Linked DNA regions of Mus musculus: all the other regions are linked to region 1. The links are chromatin contacts, called in public ChIA-PET, Hi-C, HiChIP or PLAC-seq and promoter capture Hi-C maps. All regions are on one chromosome and are shown on one strand. Each heading gives the region's core, a stretch centred on a gene start, on an enhancer-like site or on the middle of the called end of the contact. The rest is flanking DNA. Distances are from core to core; before and after follow the strand shown.

What was found. Promoter capture Hi-C pulls out the DNA fragments that hold promoters and counts their contacts. Hi-C and Micro-C count contacts between places; a contact is called where the count stands out from the background. ChIA-PET counts read pairs in DNA pulled down with a chosen protein or histone mark. HiChIP or PLAC-seq counts read pairs in DNA pulled down with a chosen protein or histone mark.
Region 2: a promoter capture Hi-C map of trophoblast stem cells shows a contact between it and region 1, with 4 times the contacts expected there. The contact joins the enhancer-like site here to the promoter of 9330179D12Rik in region 1. A contact is called at or near these places in 3 of 39 promoter capture datasets (pre-B cells, stem cell-derived epiblast-like cells and trophoblast stem cells), 1 of 484 Hi-C or Micro-C datasets (embryonic stem cells) and 1 of 115 datasets of contacts at active chromatin or transcription factors (pancreatic cancer cells).
Region 3: a contact with region 1 is called in a promoter capture Hi-C map of hematopoietic stem and progenitor cells. The contact joins the enhancer-like site here to the promoter of 9330179D12Rik in region 1. A contact is called at or near these places in 6 of 39 promoter capture datasets (the C10 cell line, hematopoietic stem and progenitor cells, liver and 2 more), 2 of 484 Hi-C or Micro-C datasets (pre-megakaryocyte-erythroid progenitors and stem cell-derived neural progenitor cells), 2 of 115 datasets of contacts at active chromatin or transcription factors (T-cell acute lymphoblastic leukemia and large pre-B cells) and 1 of 9 other capture datasets (pancreatic islet).
Region 4: a Hi-C map of granulosa cells shows a contact between it and region 1, with 4 times the contacts expected there. The contact joins the enhancer-like site here to the promoter of 9330179D12Rik in region 1. A contact is called at or near these places in 8 of 39 promoter capture datasets (the C10 cell line, the HPC-7 cell line, cranial neural crest and 4 more), 2 of 484 Hi-C or Micro-C datasets (Sertoli cells and granulosa cells), 9 of 115 datasets of contacts at active chromatin or transcription factors (astrocytes, embryonic basal ganglia, embryonic forebrain and 6 more) and 3 of 9 other capture datasets (adipose tissue, embryonic stem cells and liver).
Region 5: a contact with region 1 is called in an RNA polymerase II ChIA-PET map of memory CD8 T cells, with 99 read pairs. The contact joins the enhancer-like site here to the promoter of 9330179D12Rik in region 1. A contact is called at or near these places in 2 of 39 promoter capture datasets (embryonic stem cells and stem cell-derived epiblast-like cells), 2 of 484 Hi-C or Micro-C datasets (CD4 T cells and embryonic stem cells), 2 of 115 datasets of contacts at active chromatin or transcription factors (embryonic stem cells and memory CD8 T cells) and 1 of 9 other capture datasets (embryonic stem cells).
Region 6: an H3K4me3 HiChIP or PLAC-seq map of embryonic basal ganglia shows a contact between it and region 1, with 4 times the contacts expected there. The contact joins the enhancer-like site here to the promoter of 9330179D12Rik in region 1. A contact is called at or near these places in 15 of 39 promoter capture datasets (the 3T3-L1 cell line, the C10 cell line, the HPC-7 cell line and 10 more), 2 of 484 Hi-C or Micro-C datasets (bone marrow-derived macrophages and cerebral cortex), 21 of 115 datasets of contacts at active chromatin or transcription factors (the 230-238 cell line, T-cell acute lymphoblastic leukemia, VIP interneurons and 17 more) and 4 of 9 other capture datasets (adipose tissue, embryonic stem cells, liver and 1 more).

What each region holds. Positions count from the first base shown.
Region 1 is chr6:127,147,485-127,152,194 of GRCm38.p6, forward strand. 9330179D12Rik (RIKEN cDNA 9330179D12 gene) reads left to right here and starts at 1,905. Exons shown (of 3, transcript NR_040274.1): 1 at 1,905-2,079. Ccnd2 (cyclin D2) reads right to left here and starts at 3,564. Exons shown (of 5, transcript NM_009829.3): 1 at 3,098-3,564; 2 at 1,180-1,395. The coding sequence starts at 3,289.
Region 2 is chr6:127,630,187-127,634,896 of GRCm38.p6, forward strand. Cracr2a (calcium release activated channel regulator 2A) reads left to right here. Exons shown (of 19, transcript NM_001368877.1): 9 at 1,614-1,801. Among named protein-coding and RNA genes, the nearest start is that of Cracr2a, 71 kb to the left of the region's middle. Within about 2 kb of position 2,740, at least 4 of the 459 cell types and tissues checked have an H3K27ac peak or open chromatin away from gene starts, as enhancers often do. A contact at or near this core is called in trophoblast stem cells, where this site is marked.
Region 3 is chr6:127,520,033-127,524,742 of GRCm38.p6, forward strand. No RefSeq gene overlaps it. Among named protein-coding and RNA genes, the nearest start is that of Cracr2a, 39 kb to the right of the region's middle. Within about 2 kb of position 2,504, at least 30 of the 459 cell types and tissues checked have an H3K27ac peak or open chromatin away from gene starts, as enhancers often do. A contact at or near this core is called in hematopoietic stem and progenitor cells and pre-megakaryocyte-erythroid progenitors, where this site is marked.
Region 4 is chr6:127,498,488-127,503,197 of GRCm38.p6, forward strand. It overlaps a transcript of Parp11 not described here. Among named protein-coding and RNA genes, the nearest start is that of Parp11, 47 kb to the left of the region's middle. Within about 2 kb of position 1,839, at least 18 of the 459 cell types and tissues checked have an H3K27ac peak or open chromatin away from gene starts, as enhancers often do. A contact at or near this core is called in Sertoli cells and granulosa cells, where this site is marked.
Region 5 is chr6:126,809,302-126,814,011 of GRCm38.p6, forward strand. It overlaps the pseudogene Gm29788. Among named protein-coding and RNA genes, the nearest start is that of 1700018A23Rik, 11 kb to the right of the region's middle. Within about 2 kb of position 2,385, at least 25 of the 459 cell types and tissues checked have an H3K27ac peak or open chromatin away from gene starts, as enhancers often do. A contact at or near this core is called in memory CD8 T cells, where this site is marked.
Region 6 is chr6:127,415,130-127,419,839 of GRCm38.p6, forward strand. No RefSeq gene overlaps it. Among named protein-coding and RNA genes, the nearest start is that of Gm34148, 31 kb to the right of the region's middle. Within about 2 kb of position 2,837, at least 16 of the 459 cell types and tissues checked have an H3K27ac peak or open chromatin away from gene starts, as enhancers often do. A contact at or near this core is called in VIP interneurons, embryonic basal ganglia and embryonic forebrain, where this site is marked.

The DNA of each region.
Region 1 (4,710 bases), core at 655-3,154:
ATGTTTTGTTTTGTTTTGTTTTTTTCTTTTTGAATAGACAAGCTGGCCTCCAATTCTAATCTTATTTTTTTTTCCTCCCCACAAGCTTTCAAGTCTGCCTGGGTTTTTTGCAGGAAGTTAGGATAAAAAAAAAAAAATTCCTTAACTACGTAAAAATCAGAAATGGCTTGAATCCCAAACCCTTCCTTCTTCCAGGGCAATGTGAGCACAAACTCGTCCTCTGGCACCATTATTGAAAGAAGCAGATCTTCCAGAAGAAAGCACCTTTAGGGGCCTCTTACACCAAACCAGAAGCAGCTGAAATCTGGCAGTGTTTCAAAGGTGAAGTCATTCAGGCCCCTCTTTGCGTTCTAGGCAATTCCTCCCCCAGCCTTGCACATGTCTGCCACTAGGTGGCAGCACAGACCCAGAAAGGACGGCTCCTCACAAAGGGCTCAGTTCAAGAAGCCAGTCTTTGCCCAGGAGATTAAGCAGGCCCAGGCAATGGCAGCAAGGGGGAGGGAGTCGATAGAGGGGGTGGTCTTCTTTCACCAGTGCAAGGTGTGCAAACCACTGTAAAAGAGAGCTGCAGAACCTTCAGTGTGTGGCATTAACATGGGGGTAGGGGGAAGTGCATGAGAAAAAAAAAGGTAGATGGTTGGGAGAAAACCAAGACAGGACCCCCTGGGGACTGTATCCAGGTCACTGTGCCTTTTGGAGCTGAACTCTCATGCTTCAGATCCACCAATAGAAAGGCAGATGTTGATTTTGCATCCAAGTTAATATGTTCATACTTAGTGCTTTGTTGGTACTTAGTGATCAGCTACTATGTTTGTCCATGAGACTTTATTGGTCTTTAAGACATTACCTGTTACACCTCCAGGGTCTTGGGAAACAACACAAACTAGAATGTGAGAAATCAGACCGTGTTCTCAGGGTTCAGTGGAAATCTGGACCTTAATTATAACATCATTAACTAGAATATTCTATTTATGCCCCCCCCCCACCCACACACACAACAGAATTTCACCCTCATGAATTTCCATGAGGCACTGATAGCTTTGCTCACTCCCTGATGTGGGAAGACTAGCTCTCTCCTACTAAAGGACATCTTTTTTTTTTTTCTTACAGTCTTGGTTAGTGTGGCGGCCTTAGTGTGATGGGGAAGGGCAGAGTCAGGAGCAGGGAGGGCGGCATTACCAGCAGCTCCTGGGGCTTCACAGAGTTGTCGGTGTAAATGCACAGCTTTTCCGCAGTCAGCGGGATGGTCTCTTTCAGCTTGGAAGCTAGGAACATGCACACTGCACCCAGGAGCTGAAGATGGGTCTTAGGAGTCGGGACTCCAGCCAAGAAACGGTCCAGGTAATTCATGGCCAGAGGAAAGACCTCTTCTTCACACTTTTGTTCCTCACAGACCTACAATCAAGAGTGGGGTAGGGTCCGAGGGGGATAGGGAAAAATTAGTATCAGAAACAGAGGGAAAAGAAAAATAAAAGCATAATCTGAGATAACAAAAAGAATTTTTTATGTGTGTGTGGGGAGGGGGAGGAGAGTAGAAAGGATAGTAAGAATAGAGATGAGAACGGTGGGGTAAATCCGAAGGGCTCCTGGGGTTCGGGTATTCCCGCAAAGCTGAAAAAGGTGATGAACTAAAACCTCCACAAACCCCAAGGCAAAGCCCAGAGCCGCCGCCGCCTGCCGTTCCCTCTGGCTCACTTCTCAGCACACCAACTCACTCTTTTTTGGATTTCGTCATCTTTTCAAAAAATCAATAAAAATATTCTGGAAGCTCCGAAAGTCTACTTCTTGGTCTCGTTCGGATCCTCAGATCCTATTCTACCATTCCCGACAATTGAAAAAAATGTCCAGGGTGGTCTCGGCGGTCCAGGGGCCGCTGTTCGGTGGGTGGGTGGAGGAGAGAGGGGGAGGGAGGAGGAGGAAGCGCGCCTCGGCCGGCCGCCGCAGTTGGAGTCGGAGCAGGGGGGAGCAGTTTCAAAAAATTATTAAAAATCGAGGGAAAATCCTAGAAACGCTCTGTGGGCCTGAAAACCCCAGAGAGGTCCCAGGCTCCCTGGAAAAGAGGTTTCGGGTGTCCGTAAGGTCGGTATCTCCACCCCAGGGGCTCTAGATCTCAGTGGGGGAAACTTGCGGAGTGTTCGGCTGCGGCCCACAAGGGCAGTAGCTAGGAAGGCTGTGCCTGCTGGGGGTTGGGTGAGACGAAACCAGGGAACCCCCCTCCAGGAGGCATGCGGGACTCTGACCTCTCATTTGGGGGTGCCCCCTAGCCTGCTCTACACACCTCCTCCCCCGCTTCCTACCCCACCCAAATCTGCGCGCTCAAGAAGCAGCCAAACTGTAAGTAACCTTGGTGAACCGAGGGCTGGGGAAGAGGGCACGATCAGAAAGAGGGTGCCCAGGATCATGGGGTGCTGAGAGGGGGTGGGGGCGCCGGCGAATGTTGCCAGTCCTTGTAAATGGAGTTTGCAAAGCAACATGGCGAAACCACGGCAGGTCCAGAGCTGTGCATACGTGGGCACCCTGCTCTCTCGGCAAAGATTGCAAGCAAGGCTAAAGCAGCGGTTCTTTCAGATTGCCCTAAACGCACGTTTTTTTCAGTATGACTTCCGGGGCTCTCCTGAATTCCCTGTTTCTCCCCCACCCCCACCTCCTGCCAAAGTGCCAACGCGGAGTCCTAAGGCTCAGACGGTTTGCCCCAACCCTGAGAGTCGGGGGCGGGGGGGGGCTCTTTATATGTTGGTATGGATTGTTAGGTCGCAACACCCTCTGGGGCCTCACTGAAGGCAGCCGGGGTTGCTTCCACACCACAGGTCAGAAATGGAGATGGGAAGACGAGGAAGCCACATGCAGGCACACGCGCGGGATGCCAACCCCCCGGGGGGGGGAGGACATCCTCACTCACCCAAGTTTTCCTCCACTAGTTAATCTAGCAAGGGACAGAATTAGCGTCTCGCCCAAGGGTGCGGGGCTACCTCGCGCACGAGCGGGGGAGGCCAGCGCAGGGGTAGTTCTCCCGCAGTTTTTAGGATCTCTGCGTGTTGGAGGTAGGGATGGAGCGGCTGGGCTTGCCTCTCCCTGAGAGCGTCGCCCGCACACCTACCTCTAGCATCCAGGTGGCCACCATCCTGCGCATGTACGGTTGGATGTCCTTCTGCACGCACTTGAAATAGGAACACTGCGGGAGGTAGCGCTCCTCGATGGTCAACAGGTTCTGCAGAACGCGGTCTTCCAGCAGGTTGCGGTCCGGCACGGCCCTGCGGACCGGGTCCACCTCGCAGCACAGCAGCTCCATAGCCAGCCGGCCACCACTCGGTCCCGACTGTAAATTTTTTTTATTATTATTATTTTTTGGAGGTGCGGGGGGGTCGGGGAGTGCTTCCCTTACCTCCTTCCTTTGGCTGAATGGGAGATTTGGGAGAGGAAAGAAATGGCAAAGAGAGAGAGGGAGAGAGAGAGAGAAGAGTGGAAGGTGGGCGAGCGGAGCCTCAAGGGCCGCCTGACTCGCACCGGTCCTTCCCTCCGAACTGCCCGGCTCTCCTCAGCTCGCTCTCCTCTCTCGCTCAGGCAGTGACGCAAGCTGGAAGGGCAGTTAGATCTCCTCCCCCTCTCAGGTTCCTCCTCCCCCTTTCCTCCCCTCCTCTAGCGTCCCTCCCCTCCTTTCAATCTTTCCCTCCCTCTCCCCCCCCCCTTCCCTCTTGTTATTAAGGAGCACAGCAGCTGGCCTGACCAAACTTCAAACACGATCCCCGCTCCCCACCCCCAACCCCTCTCCCTACTTCTCCGAGGCCCTCTCCCCATCCAGCCCCGCATGCTAGGGGCCTCGGATAGGGGAACCCACAAACCCCATGGATTCCTATTGATTATCCTTTCTGACATTCTGTAGGCATACCATGGGGGCATAAAGGGTGTGTACGTGTGTGCTCTCTAACTTCGGAGGCTTGCAATGTGATCAGAAAAACAGCCCATTATTCAAGATTCAGGTAGATAGATTTACCATGTGGATGAGTTCAGATAACTTAGAAGTAGACCCCTAAATGAGGAACAAGGAAAGGCTTATTTGAGAAAATTGCAACCTCGCCAAACCAGGGATAAAGGTTATGCCCCTCAAGCTTAGACTCCTGATAACTTTCAAGCTGTTGTCCGCCCCGAGCCACGTGCGTGGAGAGGAAGAGGAGGAAGGGGTGGATGTTGGAGAAAGGGGTGCTTCTTAAGCCTAGTAGAATATGACCCTCCTGCAGAAACCTTTCTGTTCTTGGGGGCGCCATTGGGCAACGCGGCCAGCCTCTCAGAGCGGCCCCAGACCGGGGGCAGGGCTAGCAGCGGTTCCTCCGCGGGCCTCGGCCACGCAGGAAAAACCCGCTTCCTCGCCCCTGCATCTGCTGACAAGCCGCCCTAGGTGTCTGCGCGGAGCGTGGCCACATTGATACAGCTTTCTAGGAAATGGCTCGGGAGGGGCCAGGGAGGGGGAGAGGGAGGGTTTAGGTTTGGCTCTCCCTGCGCCAGCAAGGCCACCCTTCCTTTCCCCGGGGGCTCCTGAGTCCTGCACCCCTCAATCCCCGACCCCGTGGGGTCTCGCGCCTCATCCTTCCGCCAGGATTTTGGGGTCGGCTCTGACATGTGCTCTAAAGCATCCTGTGGTCAAGGCTGTTGGTAGAGGGGGACACGTTGGCGTTTCCTCACCTCCTTCCTGCTCCCACCCTGCCTTTAACTATA
Region 2 (4,710 bases), core at 1,490-3,989, 480 kb after region 1:
GAGCCACAGTTGGGTGGCTTTAGGGAAGTCCTGATAGTCCCTATGAATCACCCAACCCCTAGGGATCTGAGGGCAGCTTCACATAATTACACCCAAAGGTAATAATGTCTGCTAAGCCTTGAAGTTGGCTTAGGCATCCTGCAGAAGAAAAGAGGAAGTACAGAGATACTTGTGAAGTCACTGATGTTTCAGGGGGTGTGCAGACATATTTGTCCTCTTTGGCATAGCTGAAGACACCCCACAGCTGGAAAAGGCTCTTCAAAGAACTGCCCACAGGCATGGACAGGGTGCATGACCATCTCTGGGACACAGGTTAGATGCAAACACTGGTCACTTGCCCCTCAATGCCAGAGCAGAGAAACAGACTGCATGGTTTACTCTGCAGAGCAGCAACTATGCCTGGAGCCGAGGACACCTGGCTTGTGGTACCAAGTTGCCAGGCCAAGTGCCTTGCTCGGCGGTCTCTTCAGCAAAGCAAGAGCTCACGGAGGAGAGAGGCCATGAGAGCACTGGCCTCCAATCTCAGTTTGCCTATTCCCTGGAAGGAATCCAGTCCCTGACAGACCCAGACACTTGGCTCATCTTGGAACAGAGAAGCTGTTTGTAGCTACATGTGAGCATAAGCTTGAAGACCCCCTGGCTAAGGCTGGAGATGCTGCCCCTGCTGATCGCTAAGCTTTGGGTCTAACTGTCTAGAGGTTGCAAACCCTGGGAATCAACCTGCCGTCTTTCCGTCCTCTGTCCACAAGGGCCTTGCCTCACTAAGCTTCCTCTCGCACACGCATTAAATTCATAGCAATTAAATTTATCCCTCAAATGAGTGATTGCCACTCCATTTAATTACCACACGCTTGCCTGATAACACAGGAGCCTCGTGAGAGGCTCACGGCATTCCTTGTTGCTGCCTTCCTCTCCTCACTGGCCACATTCATGAAACTAAATTTATTAGGATCTATTTGCCTTGGTGTGGTGCTTTGTCTGGTAAGGGTTGGAAGCTCCATAAAGCCTACTCACCAGCCCAGAAGAGCTGAAGTTCTCAAAGTCCATATTTTCAAAGTCACTTTAGGGATGCAAGAAAAGGCATAGGGTCTGTTTGACCTGGCTTGGAAATATCTAAGGTTAAGAATCTCCAAGGTCAGAGGCAGTCAAGCAAAGCTGTCTCTTAGATGAATGGAACTGGGCTCCTGTGGCTGAGAGAAAAAAATGGGAATGAATATATTCCCTATCTGTGTTCTCCACAGGGAAGGTGGCGTTATGATGAACAGCCACTTGCCTGCTCTCTGACCCCATCAGGAATCCAGGCAATGACATTGGCTTGGAGGACAAAAGGGACTTAGATGAGGTCTCTAGCCCATGGTGCCTTTGGGAGGGAAGATACGTGGAATTTTCACTACTAACAATCCTATAGTACAAGGTCATCCAAGGCCTGTCTAGAAGTCCCAGGTGGAGACAGGAAGGACAGACTGTGTTATGAAAGTCTGTCCTGCCTGCAGAAATGTCTACATGGGAGTGACAGAGCAAAGCAGCGCTAACTTGAGTTTGAAGGCAGAATGGGGCCGAGCCAGCGATGGCCCTGTCCCTGTCTATCCTTCCTCTCTGTCCCCTCTTTGTAGCTGGAAGGCCAGTGTGCAGCTCTACACAACGACAAGCACGAAACCAAGGCTGAGAACAGCAAGCTGAGACTCACTAACCAGGAGCTGGCCCGGGAGTTGGAGCGCACCTCCCACCAACTCCAGGAGGCCCAGCAGCAGCTGGAGAGCCTCCAGAGAGAGGCCTGCGAGCTGCAGCAGGAGAAGGAGATGTGAGTCCAGCCCCAGTCAGGGTGCAGTGCTTTGTGTTGGGAACTGGGATTTCCCCTCCCAGAGATGTTCCCTGGCCTGTGTATGAGGTGGAGAGTTGGGCTCCTTACTTCCAGAGATTGCCCTTCCCCTCTTTCTCTTCTTTCCTTCCCTTCTTCAAGCCTCACTATGTATCCCACCTTGGCCTTGACCTCTAGGGTGATAGGCATGACCACCCCCCCCACACACACACACACACACTCCTGCTGCTCCTACACTTGACCCTCTTCGAGGATCTGCGATTACTAAGCAAAGCAGCGCTGTGCTAGGCATAGCAGGATGTTCACAAGAAATAGCCCTTGACCCAGTTGCTTTCTGTTGCTGTACTAAAACACTAACCAAGACCAACCTGTGAGCGGAAAAGATTTATTGGCTTATAGGTTTCAATCTATCATCAGGAGAAGCCAAAGCAGGAAGTCAATGAAGAAACCCTGATGGCAGGAACTAATCCAGAGACCACAGACGACTGTTGTTTTCTGCCTTTTATAGCTCATGCTCAACTGTGTTTCTTAAAAAACCCAGGCTCATCTGCCTAGGGGGTGATCCTGCCCACAGTGGACTGGGCCCTTATACATCTGTTGAGAATCAGGAAAATGACTCACAGACATGCCCACAGGCCAATCTTTTGGAGGCAATTCTTCAACTAAAGTTCCCTCTTTCTGAGTAACCAAGATTAGTTATCACAGCCCTGGTCCCCTGTTAGACAGATCTGCTATTCTACCCACACAGAAGGAAGCAGACTGAACAAAGATTGAAAGGGTAGAGGGCCCTCAGTACCTGTGGAAGGCTAGAGGCCAGGGGCCTCAGGTAAATCAGAGTGGAAGGGCTTCTGAGGTAAGCTCGTGAAATGACTGGTGTGTGACAGGGCTCCGGAATCATGACTCGATTCCTAGCCATTTTTTCTTACAGTGTTTCTCAGAGAGAAACCCTCTGAGCCCTCAGGGGGTAATCCTACATCTCCTGCTCACTGCTCTTAGTGGCCAGCCATTGTGTGAGGTCTAAGAGCAAAGCGAATGGGTCTTCGCCTGCAGCTGGAGAGGGCAATGACAGAGCAGCCCTTCAGCTTCGGGGACAGAGCAAAGGGCTCTGAGATGAGGCAAAGGGACTCATTTATCTGGCTGTCCATCTATCCATGTACTCATTGATGTCCTTACCTGACAATTAGGCATTGCAAAGTATTCAATGCTAGCTAGGTACCTTGAGTCCTCAACACACCTCACTTGATCATCTCATGTGATCACACCGTGTCCTTGTGTGGTTGCTGCAGTGTCCATCTGATTGGTGGGCAAGACAAGGAAACTCCCAGAAGGTAAATGCTGCACATACCCTAGTAATACCCCAAGAGGAAAGAGCCTGCCAATCACCACCCATTTGTGGGCGGGACCAGTACCCACTTCCTTCACTCTTCACTTCTTCACCCATGACCATATCCATTCCTCCAGGGGTCATTGTATGCTCAAAAGACACCAAGTGTACCAACAGTCAGACTTCAGGGCATGGGATGGTAGGCTTGACCAGCAGTAAAGGCTTTGCACACCCTAAGTGCCTTTGTGTAGAATGAAAGCCCTAATTTTATCTTCATGCTGGAAAATACTAGTATGTAGGATATATCCAAATGCCTTCTCTCCCCCTCTTCCCCATTCCTCTCCCCGTGGAGTCAGAGCCATTTGAAATGGACAGCCTGGATGAGAGGAGTACTGTGTGTTGGGCCTGGGAGTGTCACCCTAGTAAAATATCTCCCATTGTAAAAACTCTGAAGACTTAGAAGGAAGCCCAGCCCACCCACCAAGGCTTTGGATGTCTAGTCCTCCGGCCCATGCGTTCCATCCTAAACAAGCCAAGTCTATTCCTCCTCCCTGAGAGCAGAGCACCAAGGCATAGGCGTCTAGCTTTATGGCAGAGTTAGGGATTCAGGTACTTCAAATCCAACCAAGCTTGCAACACGGCAAGACTGCGAAGGGGAGCAAACACTTCCACCAAGCATCTCGCTGCTCAGCTCAGGGAATCAGAAACCTTCCCAAGTCTTATCTTCATTAATGAAGCCAGAGATGCAGTCTCTGAAAAGTCGGAGGCAAGGGAATGAGGAGGAAATGAGAGATGGGGCGCACATGTTTAGGAGCTTGGAGTATGTTATGATGATGGGTCCAAGAGAACCCTCTCACCCAGGGAAGCCGGGGGAGGGGACAGCAAGGGTCGTGATTCATTTTCTGGAGAATGGAGTCTCAGACCAATACCACTGACAGCACCATAAAGCTTTTGCCTTTTTCACAAAGGAAAGTCAGGAGCTCAGAGAAGTCACATAGCAAGATCAGGCCAGGCCAGGGCCCAAACCTTCCTATCAGTGTTCCTGCATACCTCATGGTGTGATATTGCTTCAGAGCTGCTGGGACAGGAGATGGGGGTGGGGGTGGGGGGGGAGGGGGGGAGTGGGGAGAGGAAGTAAACAGACTCAATCATTTATCAGCAAGAATTCCAAACGGGCAAAATTAATTTTCCCATTCTCTGAAGACATAGAAGGTAGAAAAGCTAGATTTGGGGATGAGATTTAAAAAAAAAATCCCTCCTAGGCAGTGAGATAACACAGAAATGAAGGCCAGCCGAGAGGCTGAGCCTCAGAGCTGATTTTTAATTAACTTTTATTTTGAAGATAGAGTTTAAGACAAGATACAAAAGAATAACTCCTTATGAGAGGTCTGTCTCCTCCTGTGACCCCTATCTCCTGTGGATCATTCCGGAGTCTGTTATGCATGCACAAATACATCCCCATATACAAGCACACACACAACATGCATTCACATACATGCACACACACACACACACAAGTAAATATACATATACACATGTACACACAAGCACGCAAACCAAACACACA
Region 3 (4,710 bases), core at 1,254-3,753, 370 kb after region 1:
GGGTTTTACCAGTACCCACGGGAGGAATCGGGTCCATGTCCACCCAAGCCAAGGTTAAAAGCCCACTCATCTACGGATGAGAAAATCATTTGATCACCTCAGTTAAGCGTTGCCTTATTTAACTTAATTAATAGGGGGGAGACGTACTATTGAAAGGGCAAGCCCTTCACTGCCTCCCACCCAAATAAAAAAGCCAATTGGCCTTGTACTACAAGAGCCGGTCGAACTCCTTCTCCCTGTTTCCCACCTATCATCCAAAAAAGCGGAGAAATATCAACTTAGTGTTATTATAGTGTATTTCACATTTGTTCAGTCAAACTTAGCCAAAGTTCCAACGCCCTACTTAAAATTCAACTAGAAAGTTACCTACCAAGTACTAATTAGCATTATAAAGTCAGAGCCTACAGCTCCAGGCTTTTCAGTTAGTTGTTCACTAAGATAAGAAAGGACAGTCTTAAGCCAGATACAGTTTACCATAAGAAAAGTTAAAGAATCCCAGTGAAGCAAGTTTTTTCTTTAGCCCTAGATTCCAGGCAGAACTATTGAGCATAGAAAATTTTTCCCCCCTCAGGCCAGCTTTTTCTTTTTTTAAATTTTGTTAATAAAAGGGAGGAGATGTAGTCTCCCCTCCCCCAGCCTGAAACCTGCTTGCTCGGGGTGGAGCTTCCTGCTCATTCGTTCTGCCACGCCCACTGCTGGAACCTGAGGAGCCACACACGTGCACCTTTCTACTGGACCCGAGATTATTCGGCGGGAATCGGGTCCCCTCCCCCTTCCTTCATAACTAGTGTCGCAACAATAAAATTTGAGCCTTGATCAGAGTAACTGTCTTGGCTACATTCTTTTCTCTCGCCACCTAGCCCCTCTTCTCTTCCAGGTTTCCAAAATGCCTTTCCAGGCTAGAACCCAGGTTGTGGTCTGCTGGCCGGACACAACAGTGAGTCAATCTTATAATCAGGACAACTACCAGGTGACTTATGTGTAGGTGGTATATATGATGGGGATTCGCTCACACATCCCAGGCAAGGCAGAAGAGCACATTGTGAGGCTTCCTTGGCCACCTCAGGGATGTTGACACTTTAAAATTCATGAATTATTTGTGAAATATTTTATCTAGTTCCAATATTCCATCTTACTATTTCCCATACTGCAGTCGACTGCACTTATGGAAAACATGGGGACCATAGATGATGGGCCATGGAAGAGCATTTTGCAACACAAGATGTTTTAGTTAGACTCCAGAAAGAAATGCCTACTGTAGCTTTAAACCCAGAATTGATGGCCACAGGAAACCTTGTAATCGCTTGGGTAACTTCAACAGCAAAAAAGCAGGCTGGTGCTGAGGCAGCCTGCCAGGGCCGTGTGCAGCAGAAGGCACTCTTGTTGCTCCTCTCGTCCCGGGTACACCCGTGCTTGTCCTTAGGTAAGCCTTTCCAAGAGACTTCTTCAAGGTGGTTTCATACCTTATCTCCCTCACAAGCCCGTAACTTTGTACATAGTAGACTCAAAAGAAAGGTTATTTAGAGTGAATGAGCCGATGAGTGTTGTCCACCTGAGCCCTCCTACCTTACCTTCCTTTTCTCACCTCTAAGCACCTCCCTACCTAGGGCAACCCAGAAGGTCTCTGCCTGCTCACACATTGACATTCCCTGCTCACCTTATGTTGTTGTCAAACCATGTTGCTTTTCTGTGGAAGTGCATACTTCAAAAATCATACCTGAAGATGAATTCTGTACTGATGGGATAGTGATCACTAGTGTCTCACCAATGATCTCCCCTTACCCTGGCCATGCATTTAACATCATCACTCAGTCACAGCAAGCAAACGAAAGCTTAGAATGTGGTAAGTCCAAGGTTAACAAGCTAATCATGATATAAGTCTATGTCTTCCCAGAGTCCAGCACCTGTGAGTGCTCTCATGCAGGAATATCTATACACATGAGGAGTGGCAAAAGAAGAACACAGGCACATAAGTCTCCAAGAGACTTGTAAGCTCTGCTAACTAGAATAAAAGAGACATAAATTGATGTGTGAAGAGCTGAGCATTCCTCCTACAATGAACTCAGTCCCGGGGCTGGAGAGAGACCTCAGTGCTTAGAAGAGTGCAGGGGACCAGAGTTCCATTCCAGCGCCCACACCAGGCACGAGGGGATCCAACACCTTCTCTGTGGTGCACGCACACCCACACACACACACACACACACACACACACACACACACACACCACACCAAATGTGTCTTTTTTAAAAACCTGCCGTGGTATCCTGAAGCCCATGCCTGTCTCCTGGCTACTACTTGCAGCCTGCAGGGTGCAAAGTGGTCCCCCATTGACTACTAGGGTGCACATTGCCGGGTTCCAGAAGCTTCAGTGGCACTCGGACCCTGCTTTTCATCTGTTCAAAGAGTTAATTTTCATCCGCTTTCTGGGATATGTGCAGCTGGGAGTGGGAGCGCTCTGTCATCACCACACTCTGACAAGCCATTTCCCCTTCTTCCGTTTCTGTTTGCTCTTACCTTACATCATTAACCTCCCTTTCCTCCCCTCGTGGGGAGATTTTGACCAGACCCAGGTCATGGAGGACGAAGGCTCTAGTGTTTTTAGATGCTATATCAGAACTGGCAATACTTCAACTCTAAGTGCACGGTGCCCAGGGCCTTCTGTGATGAGTTCTCCCCGTGAATCTCCTGCCTTCCTCCAAACTCGAGGTTTCTTTTTATAGAAAGTAGTCAGTTCTCTCCCTAAAGGTGTGGTGTCTTTCATTGGAAAAGGAGGCTGTAATTTGTGTATCATTTTCTTGGTTCCAATAACACTGAGGCAATCTTCAGTTGAAGTTTGGTTATGACAAAGCCTGAGAATATTATCCCATTATTCCTCAGGGTGGGCAGTGGGGAGGGGAAACGGCAATGCAGGCTGATTTTGCTCTTACTCATCCCTTCCCTGTAGCAGAATAGAAAGACAGAAACTACGGAGACATGAGATGGAAAAGAAGCCCCTTGCCCTGGGATCTAGTTTGCCTGTCTTACTGAGTATTCAACACAACTAAGAAAGCCAAAATTGCCCACAGAGATAATGTGTAATTAAAAAAATTTTTTTTTTAGATTTTATTTACTCATAATGTATATGAGTATACTGATACTGTCTTCAGACTCACCAGAAGAGGGCATCAGATCCCATTACAGATGGTTGTGAGCTGGGAATTGAACTCAGGACCTCTGGAAGAGCAGTCAATGAGTGCCCTTAACTGCTGAGCCATCTCTCCAGCTGACGGGTGATTTTTAATGTGACTATATAACGGCATCTCAAGCAAGGATGCTGAAGACAACAAGTGGCCTGTGCTTCTGTGGGCAAACTGTGTGCAATCTCGAGTCTTCCCATGTTAGTGCTCCTCTCTCCAGCCTAAATCCAGTGTGCCCCATAAAGCCACCTTAACAATTCCATTCACAAAGGAACATTTTAAGATTAAAAAAAGGAAGAGGCTGGAGAAATGGTTCAGGGGTTAAGAGCACTGAATGATCTTCCAGAGGATCCAGATTTGACTCCCAACATTCACATGGCTCACAACCATCTGTAACTCCAGTTTCAGGGCATCTAACACCCTCTTCTTCTGGTCTCCTCGGGCACTGCGTGAATGTGGTACACAAACATACATGCAGGCAAGACACCCATGCACATAAAGTAAAAAAAAAAAAAAAAAAAAAAAAAAAAAAAAAAAAAAAAAAAAAAAAATTTTTCATATATTTTACATTTAAAAAAATTGTTTTGCTTTGTATTTTGCTTAGTCTTTCAACCTTATAGATGATACCCTTTAAGGGATGCAACTCAGGAAGCCACAGGATCACATACAGCCATCGGAGAGGATGCTTGGGCCCCTCTGGTACTTCTGTCTAAATGCTTAATAAACTCAGTGGCTGTGATTCACACCTGGGCCATCTTGGAGACGTGATGGGAAGGGGACTCCTCAGGCTGCTGGTGGCTGTAGGTCTGTCTCTCTCACCTTTACTGCCACTGCCACTGCCATCTCCCATGGTTGAGGGTTGATGTGGCAGGAGAGAGCACCCACTTTGCAAAGATAACCAACTCTGGGCATATATTCATCCAACATTGACAATCTTTAAGGATAAGGCCTGTGCTCTGGGCATTAAGGTTGGGAGTCTGGACCCGAAGCCAGGCAACCTGGGTTTCAGTCTTTTCTGTAGCAATAGCTGCCTGGGTGGCTTCTCTCCACCCTAGTCTCTTCATCAGTCAAAAACGTCTTTTCCAAAGCTGCAAAGAGTACTCAAGACATAGTTTCAACACCAGGTCTGGGGCCTGGCAGGCTCTATGAGTATCAGAATAGATGACAACATGTAATGATAACCCAATTGTGGCATCCTTACCAGTAGTGCTGAAAGAAGGGACCAAAAGAAAATAGTTCAAAGAATTGACAAAGGAGGGAGGAATAAAGTGTTTTGTGTGCGATACTTGTAACGGTATCCTGTTTAGGCATTTCTGAGTACAGTCCTGTGTATTAAAGAGATAAAGACCCGGGAGTTGGGCATAGGGAAGATCCTGGCTCGCAGGCACTATGTGCTAATCCTATTTGTAAGCACACCATTGCACCCACTAGAGGGCGCATGCTGCTTCAGTTCTGAGAGGGCCATATCTTGAGCTCAAGACCCTTCAGGTTTGCTTGCTTCTCCCGCCTCTGGGGAATTTAGTAGCTGAGTATC
Region 4 (4,710 bases), core at 589-3,088, 350 kb after region 1:
TCGTTCGTTCATTCATTCACTCATTTACAGGGACCTGAATCTGGGCTGAATACGAAATACTACAGGATGTGGAGCACCTTCAGCAGTATTCAGTTGCTCAATATTTTGATTTTGATTTGACAAGCATCAGTGCTGGGAATTCCACTTTTCCTGGATGGGTAGCACAAAGTGGCAGAAGTCTGTTTAGGGCCATTTCAGAAACCGCTCGAAATTCTGTCTGAATCCAAAGCCAAAATGCATTTAATGATTTCTTTTAATGAACTCAGTAACTCAGACAACAAAATTTAAAATTAAGCCTAACACAACCTAATCTAAAGACACAGCACTCTGAGCCCTACGTGCTGAACAATGGCAGTATGAAAACATTTAAAGTTCACGGTTCTGTAAATACAATACGGGGACACTTTGTGCGACATAATGGGGTTCATAGGAGAGGAGAAGGGCTCCCGAAAAGGGGGCTGGAGAGATAGATGGCTTTGTGGGTAAGAACACTGAGTGCTCTTCCAGAGTACCTGGGTTTGGTTTCCAGCACTCACATGGCAGCTCACAACCTTCTCAGTTCCAGTCTCTGGCCTCTGAGGCTGCCAGCACACGCATGGTACCTATGCATATACCCAGGCACACCCCCCATACAGGTGACATCACTTAAAAAGGAGAGAGAAAGAGAAAGCACCATGATGTACACCTCAAGTGTGAGCCTGTACGTCAGGCAGTGAGCGCTCGCTAGCATTTCATAGTACATCTGATTGCATGTTGCAAAGTATGGTGCAGCGTGTGCAGGACAGGAGATACACGGTGACACCGGATGTTTCAGCACAGGTGAGCACTGTCCAGAGCGCCCAAAGCAGGTTTGTCATGCATTTGATTTTGAGCTTATTCTTTGGTCCTTGCATGTTTGGAAACCTTCTACCAAATTTTCCATGACTGTCACAATCATTTATACCGCCCCGACCCTCACACTCAGTCATGCAGCCCTATCTAGAGTCACAGCCACAGGTTCTAAGAAGCTGAGTCCCGGGGAGTTAAGAGAAAGTCTCCCTGAGGAGTGACATTTGGCTGTGGAGATGGGAAGGCAGCCAGAAGGTTTTTTGACTCAAAACCCTCAACCTTTCTTGACCCCAAAGCTCTGAACCTGTAGGAGATCTGTGAACCCTGAGATTGTGTCATTTACTGGAAAAACTTAGTTCCAGTTGTGGTGTGGTTCAGCCTTAGCACATCTTTAATCCAAGAGCTCTCTGTTGATTGTAAACAAGATTAAATAAAGCCAAAAAAAAAAAAAGATTAAACAAAGCCAACAACCATAGGTCAAGAGGCAGAACAAGCAACCGGTTGATAGGAAGTAAACAGGATTATTAAGAAAAAACCGTCGAGAGCAAGAGAGTCGGGAGGACTAATTGACACACAGGGGGTAGAGGTGGAGGGGCGTTCAGCTTAAAGGAGTTTTGAGAAAGAGGAGAGCTTGCTTTTCCATTTGTTGGCTGAGGAGGAAGGTCAGCTGGGTGCTTTCTCTGCCTCTCATAGCCAGCAGGCTTCCACCCCAGCATCTGAGTCTTTATTAGTAAAATCAAATGTTTGAGAGTTTGTTAAAAGCAGCATGAGCCTGGCCTGGGGACTCGTTCTCCAGGGAAGGTGGACGAGCACTGAGGAGCATCTGGGGACAGCAGAAGGGATCTATCAAGATGATGATGAGTCTGGGACCAGTCTCCTGCCATCAGTCGTGCCTTTCTGCCTCCGACAAACATGCCTTGCTTCTGCATTGCAAACTGTTTATCAAAACCGAGACTCAGGAGTCATGCGTAGGTGGATTCCTGGCAGTACCACCCTGCAGCTGCTTGGCCTTGGGGAGGTCACTGAGCCTCCCGAGCCTCTGTCTCTTTGCAGCATGGCAGTGGCGTGTGCAGTGCTAACCCCAGAGGGTGACTCGGCAAATGGGGTGGCACAGCACTTGGAAGGGCTTAGGATATGTCATTGGGAGACACTGTCACAGACGCTCCTCTTCAGGAAGGGGGCTGCACCTACATCAGCCCTCCAACAGCCAGGGCTCCCATGGGAGTCAGACTGTGCTTGGAGTCAGGGGCAGGCTTTCTATGCCCACTTTCACATTTGTTTGTCTCGTCGTGTCTTGTTGCCAGATCCCACCAGGATGGACTCTAAGCTAACCCAGTCAGCCTTCCTAGTAGCCACCGCAAAGGGGCCACACAGCAAGAGCACTGTGGTTGTTCCAGAGAAGAGAATGCTGAAGCTTTGGGGATGGGTCTTGTACGTGGGTCCTGTTATTTGTGGCTGGTCTGAGGAGCTGAGATTGGAGTTAGATTGGATACTATCAGAGAGTAGGGTTTGGTATGCCTTAAACGTCATCTCTGAAGACTGACTCCAGATGAGCTGTCATTGTTAAGAGTGGATATTTAATATTTTCATTCAGTGGGTGGCACAATGACCTCATTTTTGTCTGCTTAGACAAAGTCAAATAGTGGCCTTGCCTTGTCTCCACTCCTCATGGGCTCAGTGACCTTGTCTGACTGGGTGCTTTCTGGTTAAGGGTGTCTGGTTGAGCTTAGCCGTGAGGGCCAGGCCATGTCCAAATGTCAGGGATTTTTTGTTTTTGTCTTGGTTTTTCTTTCCCTACATATCTTTTATTTCAGCTGTCTTTCTCCCGACATGGAGTCCTAAGTGAGTATGTTCATTCATTCCACAAAGCACTCTATCTTCCACAGACTAATACGGCACGAAATACAGAACATGTCAATAGGAATTCTACCTGGAAGTAACTCCAGTAAAGTAGGCAAGAATCAGAGGGTGTGTAGTCACTAGTTCCTATGCCTTGCTTGGCTTTCCACAGAGAGTCCTGTGTCTGGATTTTCCTCAGGACAGAAGGTCCCGCCTGCTGAGGACCACACTGAGTTAAAGTGGATTCCTTCCTGGATCTGTAGTCTCTTTCCTCGTGTGTTTCAATGCTCAGACCCAAGTCCGCCTTTGCTTCCTGTTACTGTGATAATACATTGCTCAAAAGAGACTCAGGGAGGAAAGGGTTTATTTCATCTTACAAGTCTCTGGCCATACTCCATCACAGAGAAGTCAGGCTAGGAACTCCAGGCAGGCAGGCAGGCAGGCAGGTAGGCAGGCAGGTAGGCAGGCAGGTAGGCAGGCAGGAACCTGGAGGCAGGAATTGAAGCAGAGGCCTTGAAGGAGTGCTGCTTACTGGCTTGTTCCAAGGTTAGACCACCTACCCGTGGGTGGCAATACCCCCAATGGGCTGGTTCCTAATCCAGCTGGTTCCATTTATCAAGAAAATGTCCCACTGACTTGCCTACAGGCCAAAGTAATGGAAGCAACTTTCCAAATGGCGTTTCCTCTTCCCAGGTGACTCTAGTTTGTGTTGTTAGTAAAAACAAAGCCAACACCCCTAACCAGCATGATGACAGAGGCCAATTGTGCTATCTTGCCTACTCTTGTTACAGGCTTCTCAAAAGAACCCTTTATTTTTCAAGAAAGAATTTTTTTCAATTAGTTTTTTAAAAATTGTGTGCATATACTTGTGTGTACACATGCATGTGCCCATGCCCGTGTGTGTGTGTGTGTGTGTGTGTGTGTGTGTGTGTGTGTCTGTGTGTGTGTGTGTGTGTGTGTGTGTGTGTGAGAGAGAGAGAGAGAGAGAGAGAGAGAGAGAGAGAGAGAGAGAGAGAGAGAGAGAGATGGGGCTTGTGTATGCCATTCATATCCAGGTGCTCCACAGGCCAGAAGAGACCATCTGACCAGCTGGAGGTGGAATTACAGGTGGTTGTGAACAACCCAATTTGATAGCTCCCCCTATAGAGTAGCAAGGACTCTTAACCACTGAGACATCTCTCCAACCCAAAAAGGACATCTTAATTAGGCACACAAATTGACACGATTACATTTTCTGGCTGGCTTGACTGTTTGGGTTCATTTTATCCATGTGAAACATTAAAGAAGGCATCTTGGGACGCTTTCTTGCAGGACACTGTCTACACCAGCAGTTTTCTACCTGTGGGTCAAAACCCCTTAGGAGGTCACATATCAATTATCCTGTATATCAGATATTTACAGCATGATTCATAACAGTTGCAACATTACAGTTGCGAAGTAGCAATTTTATAGTTGTGGGTCACTACAATGTGAGGAACAGTTTTAAAGGGTCACAGCATTCAGAAGGTTGAGGACTGTGGGATGGGAGCAGCAACCACTAGATGGCAGCATCTTACTTGAGGACTGGGTCAGCAAAAGTCCATTTTCATACTTAAATTTTAGGGAAGATGAACAAACTCTCCAGAAAGCATCTAGTCCATTTTCTGCCGTCAAGCTGCAAAGCCATGTTTGTTTGGGCCAAGCTGTGAATTTATCCCATTTACAGCAATTACTGGGGAAATTGAGGCCCGCCCTAATAATAACCCAGCCTCATAGTTGTCAATCTGTAGAGTTTTCTTACACCACCTCACATACTAAATAACGAGTTCACTTGTGTGTTTTCCTCAGGTGAGATGTGACTGAATCCAGGAAAATATTTCTGGCACTCTCTGAGCTGGTGAACACTGGTTGTTGTCTGTGAGTCCCCTGCCCTCCAAGAAACCTTACTTCCCTGTACCCTCTAACCTTAATCTATTAATCTTCTTCCCAGCACTGCCTATCTGCTGCCCCTGATTGGCACATATGGCCTTCACTTAAAGAGCCTGCAAGCTTTACCATCCTCCT
Region 5 (4,710 bases), core at 1,135-3,634, 340 kb before region 1:
AGAGGTTGTGACAGCAGGGACAAGTGACTGGGACTCCCACACGCCACAGACCAGGAAGCAGAGCAGGGGCTGCTGAACCTACTCCGTTTCTCCTCCCCTCCCGCAGGTTTTTACTCAGTTCTGGAAGCCAGCTCAAGGAGGGAGGGGGAGTGGAGGGGCGGGGAAGGAAGGAAGAATGGAAGTTGCAATTCAATAACAAAAAATAATATGCTCAAGTAGACACTCCTGGAAAAAGACATGCAAATGAGTAATGAGTACATAAAAAGATGTTCAACATCATTAGGTCTAAAATTTTAGATAATAAAATAAAAAAAAAACCACAATGAGATTCATCTCACAACCAATAAGTTAATAGCTCAACACACACACAATAACGTGTTGGCGAATATGTGGACAAATCCCAGGAGCCTGGGATTACCCATCATTGGTGGCATGCTTTTGTACATTCACAAGGCCCTGGGTTCAACGCCCAAACCAGACCTGGCTTCTGCCAGGCAGGGTGGTCCGCCCCAGTAATCACCAACTCTTGGAGGCAGAGATCTATGTAGCTCAGAACATAACGCCTTGATTTCCTGGTTCTCCTTCAAAAACAAAAGGCAAGCAACAAGAATCTGCTCAACCCTGTGGGACAGAATATAACTAATTATGTAGCCCCATTTAGGAAACAGGCGGGCAGGCCCTCAAAAGGCTAAAAACAGAGTTACCATACAACACAGCAACTCTGCTACAACGTCTACAAAATGAAGACCTCCATTTGTTCTCATATGGCCTTGCACAGGAAACAACCCTCCTTGAGACCACACCCATGCTTTGGGGTGTGTCTCGGTTGCCTCTTTCCCCCTTAACCTTCATGTTTGTGTATTAGTACGTGTATATCAAACCCTAACTCCAATTCATTAAAAGGCAAAACATAAGGCCAGGCGTGGTGGTGCACACCTTTAATCCCTGCACTTGGGAGATAGAGGCAGGCGGATTTCTGAGTTCAAGGCCAGCCTGGTCTACAGCATGAGTTCCAGGAGAGCCAGGGCTACACAGAGAAACCCTGTCTCGAAAAAAACAAATAATAATAATAATAACAATAACAAATAAAATAAAAGGCAAAACATGACAGCGTTATTCACAGTAGCCCAGACCTGAAAACAAGGAACCAGCCATCAGCTAATGACTAAAGGGTAACCGCCACATATCAATATAAAAGGGTACTCCCTGGCATCACGGGTGTCAAGGATGCTGCGGTTACAGGGCAACTAGTTACTGAAGAACACGTTGCGAACCAACTCGAGGAATAAGTCCTGGGCCTCTCTCTGCTGAGCCTCTGAGAGCCCCTTGTCCCATTGCTGGAAGTGTGTGTTCTTCCCCCAGCCTTGAGCAGGCTGCCTCAAACCTAGCTTGCCACAGCCAGCTAGCCCATCTAGGGTGGAGTCTTCCAACCTAGGTAAAGTCTATTGTCCTGCCACATCTGTGGTTTCCTCCAAGATGCCACTACTGCTGAGAGACTGAACCTGTCTTCCTGATGTGATCCTGACAAAGCAATGAGATGCTGGCCTGGTGGGGGATGGGTGGTCCCCACCCCTTTATAAGCTCACACTCATAAGTCAACATTGGCCTTGATCAGAGAACTTTGTCTTGGCTCCTTATTTCTCTCGAAGCCTTTCCCATCCAAACCCCCATCTTTGCTTTCAGGAACTCAGTACCCCGTGGTCGCTGGCAGCTACACGAGTGCACTGCGAATCCCACAAATCTCTTGAAACCTCAAAGATCAACCCCTGAGACACAGCTCCTCCAACAGCAGCGCTACAGCCTCCAATCCCTCCCAAATAGTTCCACCAACTGGTAACAAGATACTCAAAACCCTATTTGAGCCATTAGTATTCAAAGTGCTATAATCACTACCACCAACATCCCTAGATGTCACAACCATAAGCGTATTAATGAAATAATTTGTAGTGATTGATAGGTTAATTATGGTAACTCTGGTCTATAGATTAGACCACCACAGGCATCCAGAGAGTGCTGGAAAGGGTATGGGTTGTTTAAGAAATTAAGTTCATTACTCACTAGTTAGGGAAACTAAAGCAATTTAGTTTACCTCTCTGAACTATTTTTCTTATCTATAAAATGAGAGTTTATAACACCGACTAGGATTTGGGATATAGCTCAGTGGTTTGTGTTTGCCTAGCATGGGCAAGGGCCTAGGTTGGAGCCCTAGTGCTACAATAAACAGGCAAACAAGCTAGGCACAGTGAGGTTTTCCCTGAATCCTGGCACTCGAGAGGCTGAGGCAGGATGACTGCCACAAGTTCGGGGTTATCTGGGACTATACAGTGAAACCTTGTTTTCAAAAAGTGAAACAAATCAACCATTTCCTCTGCAGTGTGGTTATGAGGTGCGAGCCAACCTTGTCAAAGGCTCGGCACATTCAGGAAACATAAGATATTGTCATCACTGTGGTTTTATGTTTTTTAAAAAAGAAAGACATTCTGAAAGACAAAGTGTTATACAAAAAAGTTGCTTATAAAATTCTGGCTAGGGCTGGGTACCTCAGTGATGGCTGCTTGCTTGTCCTGCACCAGGCCTTGGGCTCTATCCCCACCCCTAAAACAACTGAAAATTAAAAATAGACCAATAATAATGGGAGGTGGAGGAGTTTAAACATGACTTAGGTTCCTGTGCTCTCTAAATAGGAGACCTAACTGACCTAACCACCATCATGGGCCACTTACAGCCCAAATAACATGGGCATTTCAAAATACTGTATTAAGGGATCTGTTACAGGAATCCATGCTGTGCAAGATCTCCGTAAGCGTTTCTAAAAGCCCCTAGAGGCATCTCAGAGTTAGCCCACGTCCCCATTTGAAAAGTCTGTCTACTAAGCACTCTGTCCTCGTAGCGCGGCCTCTTGGGCCTGATGCGTCTGGAACATCCTCAGTGGATTCTTTGGGAGTTTGCCTTTAGACACAGGGTAGCAGGTAGCCTGGGCTGGCCTTGACCTTGATATGTAGTAGAAGCTGATCTTGAGCTACATCTGCATCTACTTTCCTAGAGCTGGGATTATAGGTGTGAGCCACCACTCCCAGTTCTGAAGGTTTGTATTTTATATTCTGTTTGGGGTTTTCCTTTCGTTTAGACTCACAGCTGGCTTGGAACTCACTTTGTAGCCCAGGCTGGCCTCAACCTTCTGACAATCCCCTTGCCTCAGCCTCCCAAGTCCTGAGATTGTTTAAGCATGCTTCTTTGTGCTGTGGTTTCTGGTTTAGGGCAGATAGCCCGCAGACAGTTTTCCTGTATCCCAGAAATAACTTTACTGTTTGTCTGGATTGGTTGCAGGTAGGTATCATAGTGTTGAATTCTGTGTATGGCACAGACATGAGTGTTTGGATGGCTTCAGCCAGGAGAGGAGACACCAGACAGTACAACCCAAGAAGAAATCCTAAGGTATGTATGATTGCCAGTAAGAGGATTCCTCAGCTTAAGGATGCTCCCTCCCACGAAAGTCAAGGGGCTCAGCCATATCCCTCCACCACAGCAACAAAAGAGAAAGGATCTTTGTACAGAACTGGATTGTATCCTAACCGCATGTATTTGTAGACGCTGCAAATTAGGAAATGCAACGGAGCACTCAATATGGTTGATGGGCATTTAATCTCGGAAAGAGGTAAAGTCAGAGAACTCTGCAAGTAATGTTCCAGCACTGAGTGACCATAAGGGAAGAAGCTGGCACAGAGGAAAGGAAAGCATTCTCCTGGACATCAGACCAGTATAGACTGCAGAATAAGGCAACAGAGGAGAAGAAAACTAAACGGTGGGTTTTCATCCATTTGTCTTTTCTTCTCGTTGATTTTGCTGGTTGGGAGTTTCATGGGGAAGCTCCCACCATCTGGGCTGATGCAGCACAGGCAGCTGGGTATGATCATGTGATTCACTTGTGTAAGCCTTCTAACACAGTTCTCGGGCGGGGTGTGATTGGACGGGCGAGTGGTAACTTGAATGATTGCCTTGCCTACCAACTGTCAGTGGACAGCTAAGCTGCCATCTCATCCCAGTAAGGCGTTAAATAATTTAAGGAGAAACTACTCATCTGTACGAACATTGAATGGTGCACTTAGGACAAGACACTGTAGGCTTTCAGGCAGGTGAGAGAAGGCTAGACTGATGGGTTAGAGAAAAGGCTACCCCTGTACTAGATCAAAGTGAATTGGTGAGCAATTAGGACGAGTCAGTGCTGTACTTTTCTTCTTCTTCTTCTTTTTTAATGATCTGGAGTCATCTCCTGCTTCAGGCTATAATGGAACGCCTGAGACAAGATTGGTCTCCTCTCAAAAGCATCTGCAAAACTACACAAAATAGATAACTGTTTTCAGGGAAAAAGCATATGATCGCTGAGAGGTAGGGAACAGAGTACTCTGTCATTGCCCCAGGGAACAATTCTACAGTCATGAAATAGGATGGAATGCTGAGAGACAGACAGACAGACAGAGAGACAGAGACAGAGAGAAACAGAGAGACAGAGATAGACAGAGAGAAACAGAGACAGAGAGACCCACTGAGCAGAGTCGTCAAGGAATAAAGTTCATGAGCTGTGGAAACATAGCTTGCAGCAGAGGGTACTAAAGTTAAAAGAACTGCATAAAAGAAAGGGGTCCAAGAGTCTGCCATTATCCTTCCAGATTTCCAGACATCCAAAAGGCTGAGCATGTCCTGGGACAAACC
Region 6 (4,710 bases), core at 1,587-4,086, 270 kb after region 1:
TCTTTGGACCATGGGACCTATGGACTGTGAGCCCTTTGAACCTTGAGCCAAGATAACCCTTTTTTCAATTAAGTTCTTTCCCATCAGGTGTTTAATCACAGCGACCAGAAAAGAAACTAAAGTAGAAAAGAAGGAAATGAGGGAGAAAAAGATGAAGGAAGTAAGAAAGGAAAGGCTAGGAAGAACTAATAGATGATATGAAAGAGGGAAGAAGGAAGGAAGGAAGGAGGAAAGAATCAGAGGGAAGAAAAAGGGAGGATTTCCTTGAAAATGATATATGAGATGATTTCTTATTTTTCTAATGACTCATTACTCTCTCTCTCTCTCTCTCTCTCTCTCTCTCTCTCTCTCTCTCTCTCTCTCTGTGTGTGTGTGTGTGTGTGTGTGTGAGTGAGTTTATGTGTGCCACGTGTGTGCAGTTGTTCTTTGAGGTCAGAAGTTCTCTGATCTCCTTGTACCGGAGTTACAGGCAGTTGTGAACCACCTGAGGTGAGTATTGGGACTCAGACCTGGTTGTCTGCAAGAGCATTAGGTGCTCTTAACTGCTGCGTCATCTCTGTTTCTGAAGGCAGACCATACATGTATGCCTTCCTATGTAGGTATAGCGAGTCCCATCTGAGGGAGAAGTGTTGCAAGCATGTGACATGGTGTTGCATGGTTGAATACATTTACAATATTAGAGGCTTTTAAACAAATTTGTCATTGCTATTTTGCACTAGTCATTTCTCAAGCACTTACTCCATGACAGCCCCTTCAGTTTCCATTGTGTATTCTATTCAACATGGAGCCCAGAATGGACTCTGTTCTTAGGAAGTGCTGAGTGTACTAGGAAATAGGAGACATGGGCCCACTATCAAAGAGGAGTAAGAAGCCTTGTGAAGTTCTGGGAAATGGAGACTCTATCTAGAGCTTTCCCATTGAAGGCCTGGAGTTTATAAATTATTTGTTCATTGGCAAAGGAGTTTTGCCTTGGAAACTAAAGAGACTCAAGACTCAGACCTGGTGATGAAGTGTCTCTAAACTGGGTCAGGGACAAAGGCAAAGGATAGGCAACACCATAAATAATGAACTTACAGGACAGATGGTGTCAACCAAAGCATTTAGAGGCTCTCTGCAAGGGAGAAACCCAGAATGTAATGAGCTGCTGGAAAGCTTTGGGAGACTTCAATGTCAATCCATTGACTGGTGGTTTAGCTCAACACTTATCTAGCCTGTTAGAACTACTTCTAACAGAACCTTCAGACTTCAATCTGTCTTATCTGTCCTCTGCAAGTTTCTAAGGTGGATCTTTCTGGAACAAGATGGGCATTCAAGGTCATCTTAACTTGTTCTACTTTAACAAGCAATCCAGGACAACTGCCCTGTCCTGAGGTTGGAGATTTGTTCCAACAGGGACTAACTTGTCTATAAAATACTCATGTTCTGACAGAATGAGGGTCTTTCCAAACACATTTGTGGATCCCCTTGCCCCAAACGTTATTTCAATAAAATATGGAAAATATTTTGTTCAAGATAATATGTAAAAATAGAGTGTATCTTCTGTACAGAGGTTCCTATCCGGTGCTGTGGAAAACAGTTGGATGCATTATCATGTGAAATTGCTTAAAATGAGTTGAGAAATGAAATCAGGTCACAGAGCAAGCAAGAATAAATGTAGTTGCTAACAGCATCATGAACACAGTAGAGGTCCCAGGAATTTTAGTTACATATCCTTATGTGACTTCCTGGGGACTGCTCCCCTGCCACCTGTAGTGATAAACAGCAAACTAGAATGTGAAACAATGATTGTGGTGGTTTGGAGGATGGCAGTGATGATGACAGCCATAGTGATTGTGACAGAGATAAATATAATGATGTTGATGCTGATAACCATGGTGGGGATGATGGTGGTAATAATAATGATGATGATGACAGTGAAGATAGTGATGATGTAGGGATGTGATGATGGTGTATTGGAGGATGATGATGTGATGATGGGTAGTGATGATGATGGTGGTGGGAAGGATGATAGCAATGATGATGGAGATCGTAGTGGCAATGGTGATGATGGTGGTGTTGTTGATGGTTGTATGATGATGGTGGTGATTGTTGAGAATGGAGAGACAATCTGCAAGCGACAGCGTGGAGTTTTTAAAGCAAACAAGAACATTCTGAGTAAAATTGCAGGACAAGTTCTTCTGAATTGCCTTCCCTGAGCATTTTGGGTCTGTGATTAGCCTGGTTCTCTCCTACATTACTAGACTCTCTCTCTCCTAATATTTATGGTTTTGACTTTATTCCCATCCTCTATATGGCATATACACCTCTTGGGGTGACACAGCTTCCTTGTCCCTAAATTAGATAGACTTTTCTGTTATACTAAGGATCTTTGAGCCTGCGCTTCACCCCAGAACATTTTTTTCTTTTCCACTCTATAAAATCAAACAGGTCATTTCACAAAACAGACACACAGAAAATTACAGTGCAATGTGACACCATAGGACCAATGCTCAGAGGCTCACAATGACTAAGAAGTGTGTCGTCTCTGACTTACTGTGTGACCTTGAGGCCAGCCACTTGCCCTCTCTGTGTCTCAGTCTCCTGTGGTGGGATCATAATATCTACCGCCCAGCAGAGCTGGGAGCATTGAATAAATGATTATCTCGAACGCCCTCTGAGCTTCTGGGACAAAGGTGCTATGTAAATGCTCAGTACCCTTCTTCGTCTTCTTCTCATTAGTATTATTCAAACCCAGATGGCATTATTATTGTTGTTGATTGACAGCCCTGCATAGCCCCATTCACGGGTGTCAGAGAGCCAGGCGGTAGTTAACACAAGCAAAAACCATGTTTAAAACAAAGCCCAAGGAACACTCCAATAGTCTGTGCCTTGGGTTGCTATTAAAGCCACAGCAGCTGCGGTGGCAACACGGAGGGACAGGGCAAAGGAAACGCATCCCAGAGCACAAAGAGGGGAAAGTGGGTCTTGACACTGATCATATAATCGTGCTGGGCTTTTATAGACACTGGGAGGCCTCAAACAGAATAAATGCTTGAACTTGATCCACGGTTTACAGGCAGCGGCTGTGAAGGTCTTTGTTGCTGTCGATGCCATGTTAATGACCCAGCTTGGGGCTCTGCCGCCACTGCCACCGCCACTTCCAAAGAAAACAAATCAAAACGAGGAACTCCATGTCCAGCAATGAGTTTTCCATTCTACAAAAATAAATATAACCCTTTCATAGCTAGGCAGTCACCTTGCCCAGAGTAGAGGCTGATGAAGGCATCAAGGTATCTGTAAGGCATTGAACCTCTCTAACCAGTTCATCCAAAGGGAGGCCTTGTGCTTTTTAATTGCAAATAAACAGATGAAATCCTTGATGGTGCCTTCCAGCTCTGAGGATGCTGTCTATTCTGAGGGAGCCTAGAGGCAGCGGCTGCCGAGGGAGAATGGGGGCATTGGCTGGGTTCTCTACACCATCCTCTCTGTCTGTATGGATAAGACCCTCCCCAGAGCATATGCTGACCACACAGGAGCTTCAGGATGTGACACTAGAGGGTTTGAGTCCTATGGGTAGTCAGGGGACATGCAATTCACAGCCTAGGGGTTTGTTTGTTTATCTGTTTGTTGACACAGGATTTCATGTAGCCCAGGCTGGCCTCACTCAATAAGTGGTCAAAGATGACCTTGAACCCCTTATCCTTCTGCTTCATTCTCCCAAATTTTGGGATTCTAGGCAGTGCTGTGGTTAGAAGCCAGGGCTTCATGCATGTGAAGCAAGCGCTCTCATAACTACCTCTGCCCTGTCCCTCCCCCACTCCACACACAGAAAGGGAGGTGTAATGCACCTTTAATGGGGGGATCTGGACAAGTGGACAACATATATCTCTGGGATATGGACACATGGACATGGGAAGATGGGTGGCTGTTATAAGATATGGTGAGGCAGAAGTAGGTAAGGAAGAAGAGATGGTAGGGCAAGAGAGAAATCTTGGGAACAGATCCGTTAAGAAGATTTAGAGATGCAGTAGAGGGTGTGAAAGGGAGACATCTGAGGTCCAGGTATGTTGTCCTGGAGGGGGAGGTGAATGAGTCCTTAGAGATGCTGCTATGCCTGCCCTCCCTCCCTCCCTCCCTCCCTCCCTCCCTCCCTCCCTCCCCGTTTTTCTCAGATATAGCATCAGGAGCCCTGTGTGTTTATCCATGAAGCAGAAGGCACTGATCCTAGCCAAGGTGAACATTTGTTTGAACCAAATACTTTGCAACTGTGCTTTCTTCTCATTTCTGTATTTTATCATGCCCTACATTTGTATCAAACTCTTCTCCCTCACTGGATCCTTCCTGGTGGTCCTTTGCTTGACACTAGGAGGGCACCCACACACTCATCCATTTATCCACCCATCCACCCACCAATCCACCATCCATCCATCCATCCATCCATCCATCCATCCATCCATCCATCCACCTACCCACCCACCCATTCATCTTCCCAGCCATCCTATAGATTCCCTTCCCACATCTTCCTTACAGAAACTGCATAAGGTATACCAGATGCTAATTAATAGGATCTCTCTTCCAGAGCTGGTTTCTTTCTTTGGTTGGGAATGACACCCTGGTGTGAACAGTGTTAATGCAGAAGCAAGCCCAAGCATATGGGGTAGCTTCAAAGGGATAAAGATGAGGTAAAAGTTGTGAGCTGAGACCAAAAGCAGGTTTGGCAGTCAGGCACTG